Regions from separate parts of the Mus musculus genome. Here region 1 is linked to region 2. The links are chromatin contacts, called in public Hi-C maps. All regions are on one chromosome and are shown on one strand. The core of a region is the stretch at or near the end of the contact, and the rest is flanking DNA. Distances in the headings are between cores, read along the strand shown.

What was found. A called contact is a pair of places that touch in the nucleus more often than the background predicts.
Region 1: a contact with region 2 is called in a Hi-C map of liver, with 3 times the contacts expected there. The contact joins two enhancer-like sites. A contact is called at or near these places in 1 of 484 Hi-C or Micro-C datasets (liver) and 1 of 9 other capture datasets (adipose tissue).

Annotation. Positions count from the first base shown.
Region 1 is chr1:51,890,243-51,893,917 of GRCm38.p6, reverse strand. The region is part of intron 1 of Myo1b (myosin IB); the gene reads left to right. Among named protein-coding and RNA genes, the nearest start is that of Myo1b, 24 kb to the left of the region's middle. Within about 2 kb of position 1,702, at least 17 of the 459 cell types and tissues checked have an H3K27ac peak or open chromatin away from gene starts, as enhancers often do. A contact at or near this core is called in liver, where this site is marked.
Region 2 is chr1:51,507,278-51,510,974 of GRCm38.p6, reverse strand. It overlaps Gm17767 (predicted gene, 17767), which reads left to right. Exons shown (of 4, transcript NR_151621.1): 4 at 931-1,470. Among named protein-coding and RNA genes, the nearest start is that of Nabp1, 31 kb to the right of the region's middle. Within about 2 kb of position 1,629, at least 220 of the 459 cell types and tissues checked have an H3K27ac peak or open chromatin away from gene starts, as enhancers often do. A contact at or near this core is called in liver, where this site is marked.

The DNA of each region.
Region 1 (3,675 bases), core at 453-2,952, 380 kb before region 2:
TATGGTGTTTGGCTACCTTGTCCCTCAGGGATCGTAGCCCTTCAGACGTTAGCTCATTGATTCTTGTAACGCTGCTCCCTGTGAGTTGTGTAGCATGATTACAGGTTCCCTCTTAACACTAGTGTTCTGCATCTCCCGGGCTTGTGGAAGGCGAGGGACGCTTCGGTGGGGTGTGAGGAAACAAAGGGGGGAAGGACAGGATGTGGCTGTTTGGTGAGCCTTGATGAGATGTTCCTTCCTGAAGTTCCTGACATGACTTAGTGGACCTAACTCTGGGAAGTGACAGTAGGGACCTGGTGTTGGCTGTGCGTTCTCCTAGGGAATGTGTGCTAGTTACTTTGCTGCTGTCACAAAGTAAGTTGCAAGGGCTGCTTAAAAAAAGGGGAGCATTTATGTTGGCTCACCATTCAAGTGTGCAGACTGTCACAGAGAAGTCATGGCATGGTGGGGGAGGTGGACACACTGTACGCACAGTCAGGAAGCAAAGAGAGAGGGATGCTGGCACCCAGCTAAGTCTTGAACCCCCAACTCTCGAATGGTGCCACACAGGTAGGGTGTGTCTGATAAAACCAAAGCCAGAAACTCCCACTCTGACACTTCCAGAAGTTCATCTCCAGAGGATTCTAGATCCTGTTTGTTGGCAGAGAGAAGAACGGAGATTAAAGGTAGGAGTCCAGGAGAATGGAGGAGGTCTTTAGCAAATGAGGTGATTAAATTAGGTACCTGGACATCCTTGGGGAAAGACCGGTGGAAGAGCATGTGTGCTCTTAAGGTCAAAAGAAGAAAGCCGTTTCTGCTGCATTTCTTCTCTGCCAGTCTGTGTACACCTTGCTCTCGTCCTGAGTTTGGAGACCAGAAGTTGGAATTCCAGACGTGAATTCCATTGGATTACAGTCTGATTTTACTATTGCCAAGTTTCAGATGGATATACAGACTGTACCAGTATGCATCTGGGGTCCTTCCTTGTACCTGGTATGTCTCACCCTCAGCCTGTGGGCCAGCTGTGGCCCAGGAGAGCTGTGAGTATGGCCCAACACAAAACTGTAAACTCACTGAAGTATTAATTTTTTTCACAGTCTCTTTTCAGTAACATCATTCTACTGTTTCCGAGCATGACCTTTGTAGAGGGCCTTGCATTGCGTTATCTATAGGTCATGTGCCAGGTAAACTATTTCTGCATGACTTGGATAATGTACAGTGAGACAGACGACATCTTACCTCTGGGTTGCTCTGAAGAGCTTGGCAATTTAGGACTCAGCTCAAAGGGTGTGCACATAACTACTGCAAGTGCAGGGAGGCTCTAAGCCCCTTAGCGTGGCCCATCTTTCCTGACTCTCGCAGAGGAGCAACCCTCTTGGAGCCAGTGCTTTTTCTGTCGGGAGGGAGGTTTTGCCTGGGATGTGATGCCTGACTCTCCACCGAGTCATTCTCGTCCATCAGGAGATAATGGTGGAGATACGCTGGTTAGTAATCTAAAACCTTCACTATCCCGGCACCTCAAGAATCCTTCTAATTAGTCTAGATGATATGTTAGTCAGATTTGCTTTCCACAGCTGGAAACAGCCTCCCTGCCTCCCAAGCCCCCATCTCTTTATGAACTGCAAAGTCTAGATGCTGCTTTCCAGTCCCCACAGCCTGCCTGGGAGTGAGCGAGTGGACATTGGCTCCTAGGCAGCTCTTGTTGATCAAGCTGGTTTGCGTGCTTGGGTGGAGACCAACCTTGACCTTGATCAGTGGTGATTCTGTCCACTTCTGGTTTTGCAGAGACACCCTCTGGGGTGTTAACCCTGAGATAACCGTAATGTCACAGTCGTACCCTTACACAGGGCTGTTGGCTGATGGACTTACATTTGTAGCTGTCTCTTTACTCTCAGGCCTTGTTCAAAGCTATTTGATCTTCACTGCCTGTTCCCTAGAACTCTAATGAAAGCCCTCTGAGCAGCAATTCAGTAGTCTTAGTAGAAGACCTTGGAGAAAGGCTGACAGTGGGCCTCCCTCCCATGTATTGGCTTTACCAGTGAAATAAAAGACTGGAAATTCAGCTAACTATAATTTGTGACATAAACACAGGAGATAGACACTACACATATAAATGTCTCTTAGCAAGCATGTTGGTAGGAGTGAAAATTAACATAGTCTGAACCTTGTCACAAATGATGTCAGCCCTCTTTCTCACATACATTGAACAACAGAAATCACCCCTATGGTTGTGTGGTTCACTAAACCCAGCTCTTTAAAGAACTACATGTGCCAGGACCTGTCTTGCATCCAGAGTGCCAGCCTGTCTTTCTCAGGGGAGGAGCAGGGACACACACTCACTCGGTATTATTGATTGGTGTGTCACAGTGCCTGAGATGCTGTGATGTCCACTGTAGACAGAGTTGGCTTAAGCAATGGACATTTGTTTCTTACAGCTCTGGAAGCTGGGAAGTTCAAAATTTGGTTTCTGCTGCGTCTCCTCTTGATGGCTTACAGAAACATTGGTATCCCCTCACATTTATGTCTTTTATAAAGACAAAATCTCCCTATGTCCTTCCTGGTGTCCTCTAGTACCTCAGAACCGGGAAATAGAGCTTTAGGTGGGAGAACACAAGCATTCAGTCCCTAACAGCTGGCTTGCTTGGAGTGTGCTACCTAGGATCGATGACTCCTCACACTGGGTTAAATCAGGCCAGGCCATGTTTAAGGCAAGAAGCTCAGCTGAACCTCCTGAGGCTCAGAACTGGAACTACCCCGGCATCTGAAGCTTTTCTGTCTGCCCCACGTGTTCTGTCTTCAGGAGTCAGTCTTTCCTGCAGAAGGGTGGCCTCTGCAAGGCTCCCCTAAATGACTTGTTCTCAGCATCTCCACCAATTTCTACGTCAGTGCTTGCAGCCCCTTGACTGTGGTTTGTGTGGCCTGGTCCCAGGCCCATGGAAGCCGGCACTGTTCCGACCAGAGTGCATTGCCCAGTTAGCTGTGGCCTGGATGAAGATGCTGCTGTTGGAGACCATTGGAAGTGTTGGCATGCTGTGTATTGTGTGGGGTTTGTCTTAGAGTGGAGGGACTTCAAGAGAGGAGATTAATGAGGAAGGCAAAAGAGTTGTGAGGGCATGGGTTCTCTGCCAAGAAATCTGTTTCTTTTTTTGAAGTAAAATATACATAAATGAAATTTATGAGTTTAGCTTTTCATAAGAATTCTAGTAAATTAAGGATTTAGGCCAATGTAAGCATCTTGATTTGAGTTTTTTTTTAATTTCTTGGTCATCTACATTTTCTTTTCTTTTTCTTCTTTACTTTCCTCTTCTTTTCTTTTCTTTTCTTTTCTTTTCTTTTCGATAGTGGGCACATACTTCTCTTAGTCATTAGAGAGGTCATTTGAAATGTCAAAAGTGGACAGTTTGGGTTGGAAGGTTGCTCAGTGAGTAGTAGAAGCATTTGCCACTAATTCTGATGATTTATTCGAGTTCCATTCCTGGCCCACGTGGTCAAACGAGAGAGCAGACTCCCACCGTTGTCCTCTGAGCTCTACATGTGTGCCCTGGCACGTTCATGTGCACACGAAATAAATGTCACCCAAAAACTTTAACATGGGGTGCTGTTAAAACGTTAACATCTGTTGCTGGTCCTGCTAAACTCTGGCTTCTGGGAGTGGTGTGGGGGGAGGGGAGAGAGGTTCTGTGATTGCTCCTGTGT
Region 2 (3,697 bases), core at 380-2,879:
TAGTGACCTTGAGCTTTGCATCACGTGCCTTTATATCTCCTTAGTGTTGGCATTACAGGCTTGTGCTGCCAGCTTGGTTTAAGGAGTGCTGGGTATTGAACCCAACACTTTGTGGATGCTATGCCAGCGCTTTGACAACTGAACTAAGTCCCCGGCCTTCACATTTGAGTTCTGGGCAGAGCGATATGTTGTACAATACTGTTTGTTGATGCTGTGCATGAAAGCACATCACAGCTCTCAGCTAGTCATGGAGCCGCAAGGTTAGCCACCATTCATAAGCTGTGGATTGCCTAACCTTGGTGTCTAATGTGTTTTGACGTGTGCCAGTTTGAATTTAAGACAAATTTGTTGTGACATAACCCATCAGAAGCTGAGGAGTGTCTGCTTTCCCTCGATCTCATCTTTCAGCCATCCGGTAGCTTCGCTTTGAACCAACTGCACAGACATTATGTGCTGGTATCATTGAATTTTACTTTATGGTGTGTGGGTGGGTTTTGTATCCAGTTTGGTTGTGAAAGTCATCCATGGATTTCCCCACCACCACCCGTCTTTGGTTGTTCTGTCAGTTTCTATGCAAGAACACAGAAATAACCAAAATCTATGTTATTGTTCATCTTATCAGGCTTTAGATTTGAATAACAAGTTAACATCAATCACAGAACAAGACCAATATCATCCTTAACTGGCCACAGCCTAAGAAATACTATTGTCTATACATGATGTCTGACAACCCTGGTTGTACATTAGTAACACCCTGTTGCTATAATCAGGCTGATTCTTGGGTTTCTGTTGCCAAGAGCCTGTGACTAAATTGTTCTTGGGTCTTGTGCTCCCAGGTGATTGTAATGTGTAGCCAAGCTTGATAATTGCTAATGTGAAGAAATAAACATTTGGAAAAGCGTTTCTACCGTCTGTCTGTTCTGCACACAGGTCCCTTCCCCCATCATCATTACGCTGCGTGGCTCAGGTGAGGCTGACTCACTCCCAGCAGCTGGGGTTGTCAAGACATGGAAGCACGGCGCATCAGGTGTTTCATTTCTCTCTGAGGACGGAGACAGACCCAGCTGAATCAGTGAAAAAAAAGCTCCCATGAGATTTCGAAGAATTCTGACAAAAGAGGCCTTCCTTTCCCCAGAAACTGAGCTTCTAGATCATCATAAGCCTGCCTCTTCCAGTTACTGTCTCTACTCCCCAGATGAGGGAAATTGATGTTAGAAAGAGAAGAAAACATTGCCGAGAAAGGCAAATAGTTGAAGGTACTCTGATAACACCGTTGGTGGTTTGATTTGTTAAAACAAGGTTTTACTGCATAGCCCTGACTGGCTTTGAACTGTTGACAGTCCATTTGCCTCAGCCTCCCAACTAACTAGGATTATAGGGAGGTATGAGCCGTTATGGTTAGTTTGTAGATGTTTTAAAATTTTAATATAGGATATTTCATTTCATCAAATTACAGAACAACTAAGAAGCTCTCACTTTGAGGTTTTTTTTTTTTTTTCCTCTCAAAAGAAATTCCTGCTTCTGGCTAGTGTGTGTGATTTGCAGGCATCCACTGGTATGAATGGAATCTTTGAACCTTGTGCTCAAAAGCAGAGCGCTTTGTACAAGGCTGGAGGGCAAAGTCGAAGAAAGGTAGTGGGCCTGGCTCTGGACAGGCTCAATGGTGTCATGTGCTAGTTAACTTCTCGGATTCCCTAGCTGAGTGGCTTCCTTCTAAGCTTTGATGACTCATGCTTGGGTGAGCTGAGCTCCTGCGGTTGCCGAGCCTCTGATTAGCTCTTCTGCAACAGCACACCTACAGACCCAGACTTCTCCATTTGCCGTCGTTGAGCCCTTAGGCTCAGATATGCTCCTGGAGTTCCCAGTGTGGTGATCAAATACTCTTTTCTCTCTCTCTCTCTCTCTCTCTCTCTCTCTCTCTCTCTCTCTCTCTGTCTCTCTCTGTCTCTCTCTGTCTCTCTCTCTCCCCCCCTTTCTCATTTCTTAGGGTTTTGTTATTTATAACTTTAAATCTAGATTAATGTGTTTCTTGTGTTTCATCAAGTTACAGTCAAACGTGTTGCTGAGTGAGTATTAGAAATTACCAATTTTTTTTCTGTACTGTTTTGGCTTTGAGTGTGTAGTAGGTGTATTGTGCTGGACCTGGATCTGACTGTCTTTTGGGAATCTTCGTACCGTGGCCTTATTCACAGGGCTGCTTCTGTCCCATCAGCCTTCCCTCTGGTCTGGTGGGACATGTTTCATGGGCAGTGATCCCTGTGTACATTGCCATTCCTTCCACTTTGTCCACAGCCAACACCCTTTGCAAACAGCTCTTTATTTAACCTTCCTTAAGTTGTCCTATTCTTAAACCCTGAATGCAACCTTTCTTGCCATTGTCCCAACTGATAGCAGATTAATCATTGTTCCAGTGACACAGTAGATTCTGACTGACAGTAAGATGCTCTCCAAAGGACTGACATTCTCACTTTTAATTACATCTACCGCACACGCGTCAAAACATTTCAACATACTGCCCAAGGGTTCCCTCCCCTAAACATGAACAATATTTGTCTATTGAGGAGAAATTAAATTTAAAACAAGCTAGAAGCTTGTTTCCCCTGACTCATTTGTCAAGTATAACAGGACTTGAGCATCTATATATGAAGAACTACTTGCTCACCTCAGAATTTCTTTTTAATTATTTTTTATTTATTTTTATTTATTTTTAATTTTTTTTACCTCAGAATTTTTTAACCAGGGGAAATATTGTTTTTAAATTTTCCCTTGGTCAATTTAAATCATAGATAAAGATTTTAAAGTAGCACAAGAAAAAGACGATTAAGAATAAAACTTGGGGGTGGGTGTAATGTGCGTTTCCAGCCTCTTATTTTCTTTCTACTCTTTCTCGTCTCTGTTCCTTTGCGCAATGGTGAAGGCCTGAAGTGCTAGTCCATTCTTTCTCATTATCAATCTCCTCGCTTCAACCGGCAGTGTTCAGTGTTAGCATTCTTGAAACTGTTGCTTGTGGGGCGTGTTCAGTGGTACTGATATGGTGTTTTTAGTTGCATACTGGGAATGAATCGCAGTTTGGCTATTTCCCCCAGTAGCCAGTAAGAAAACACATTTAAAAAAAAGAGAGAGAGAGAGAGAGAAACCTATCAACAATAGTACCAAAGGGCATAAAACATTTATGCCTAACCTTAACTAAAAATGTTCTTGGTACAAATGAAGACAACTCTATAACTTATTGAAAGCATACAGAAGATGAACAATGTAACAAAGGCAACATAGCTCTCTGAACCGCCCCTTGGCTGGCAGGCAGAGGAGCACAGCAGACGCCAGCACATGGCTCTTGGCCTGACTCAGGACTGGAAAGTTATTTGACTACTATGCACTTTGGTTTCTGCATCTTGAAACCAGGAGAAAGAAAAATCTGTTCTCCACAGGACTATTGTGAGAGTCGAGTCAATCACTGTAAACAAAATGTTTAGAAGTGTGTGGCACATCGCAAGCCCTTGCTGTAGGTTCAGTAGTTATTTTCACCATTTCTTACGTCAACCCCCAATTCCAGCACCATTTTTACAATCATGGCCATCAGAGAGGCTAGCCACTCACCTTGTGTCAGTCACACTGTGCATGACTGGATTCCTGCTCTGATCTATCCGACTCATGCTTTGAAGATAAGGCAGAGATAGTCATTCTGACTTGGGCAGTC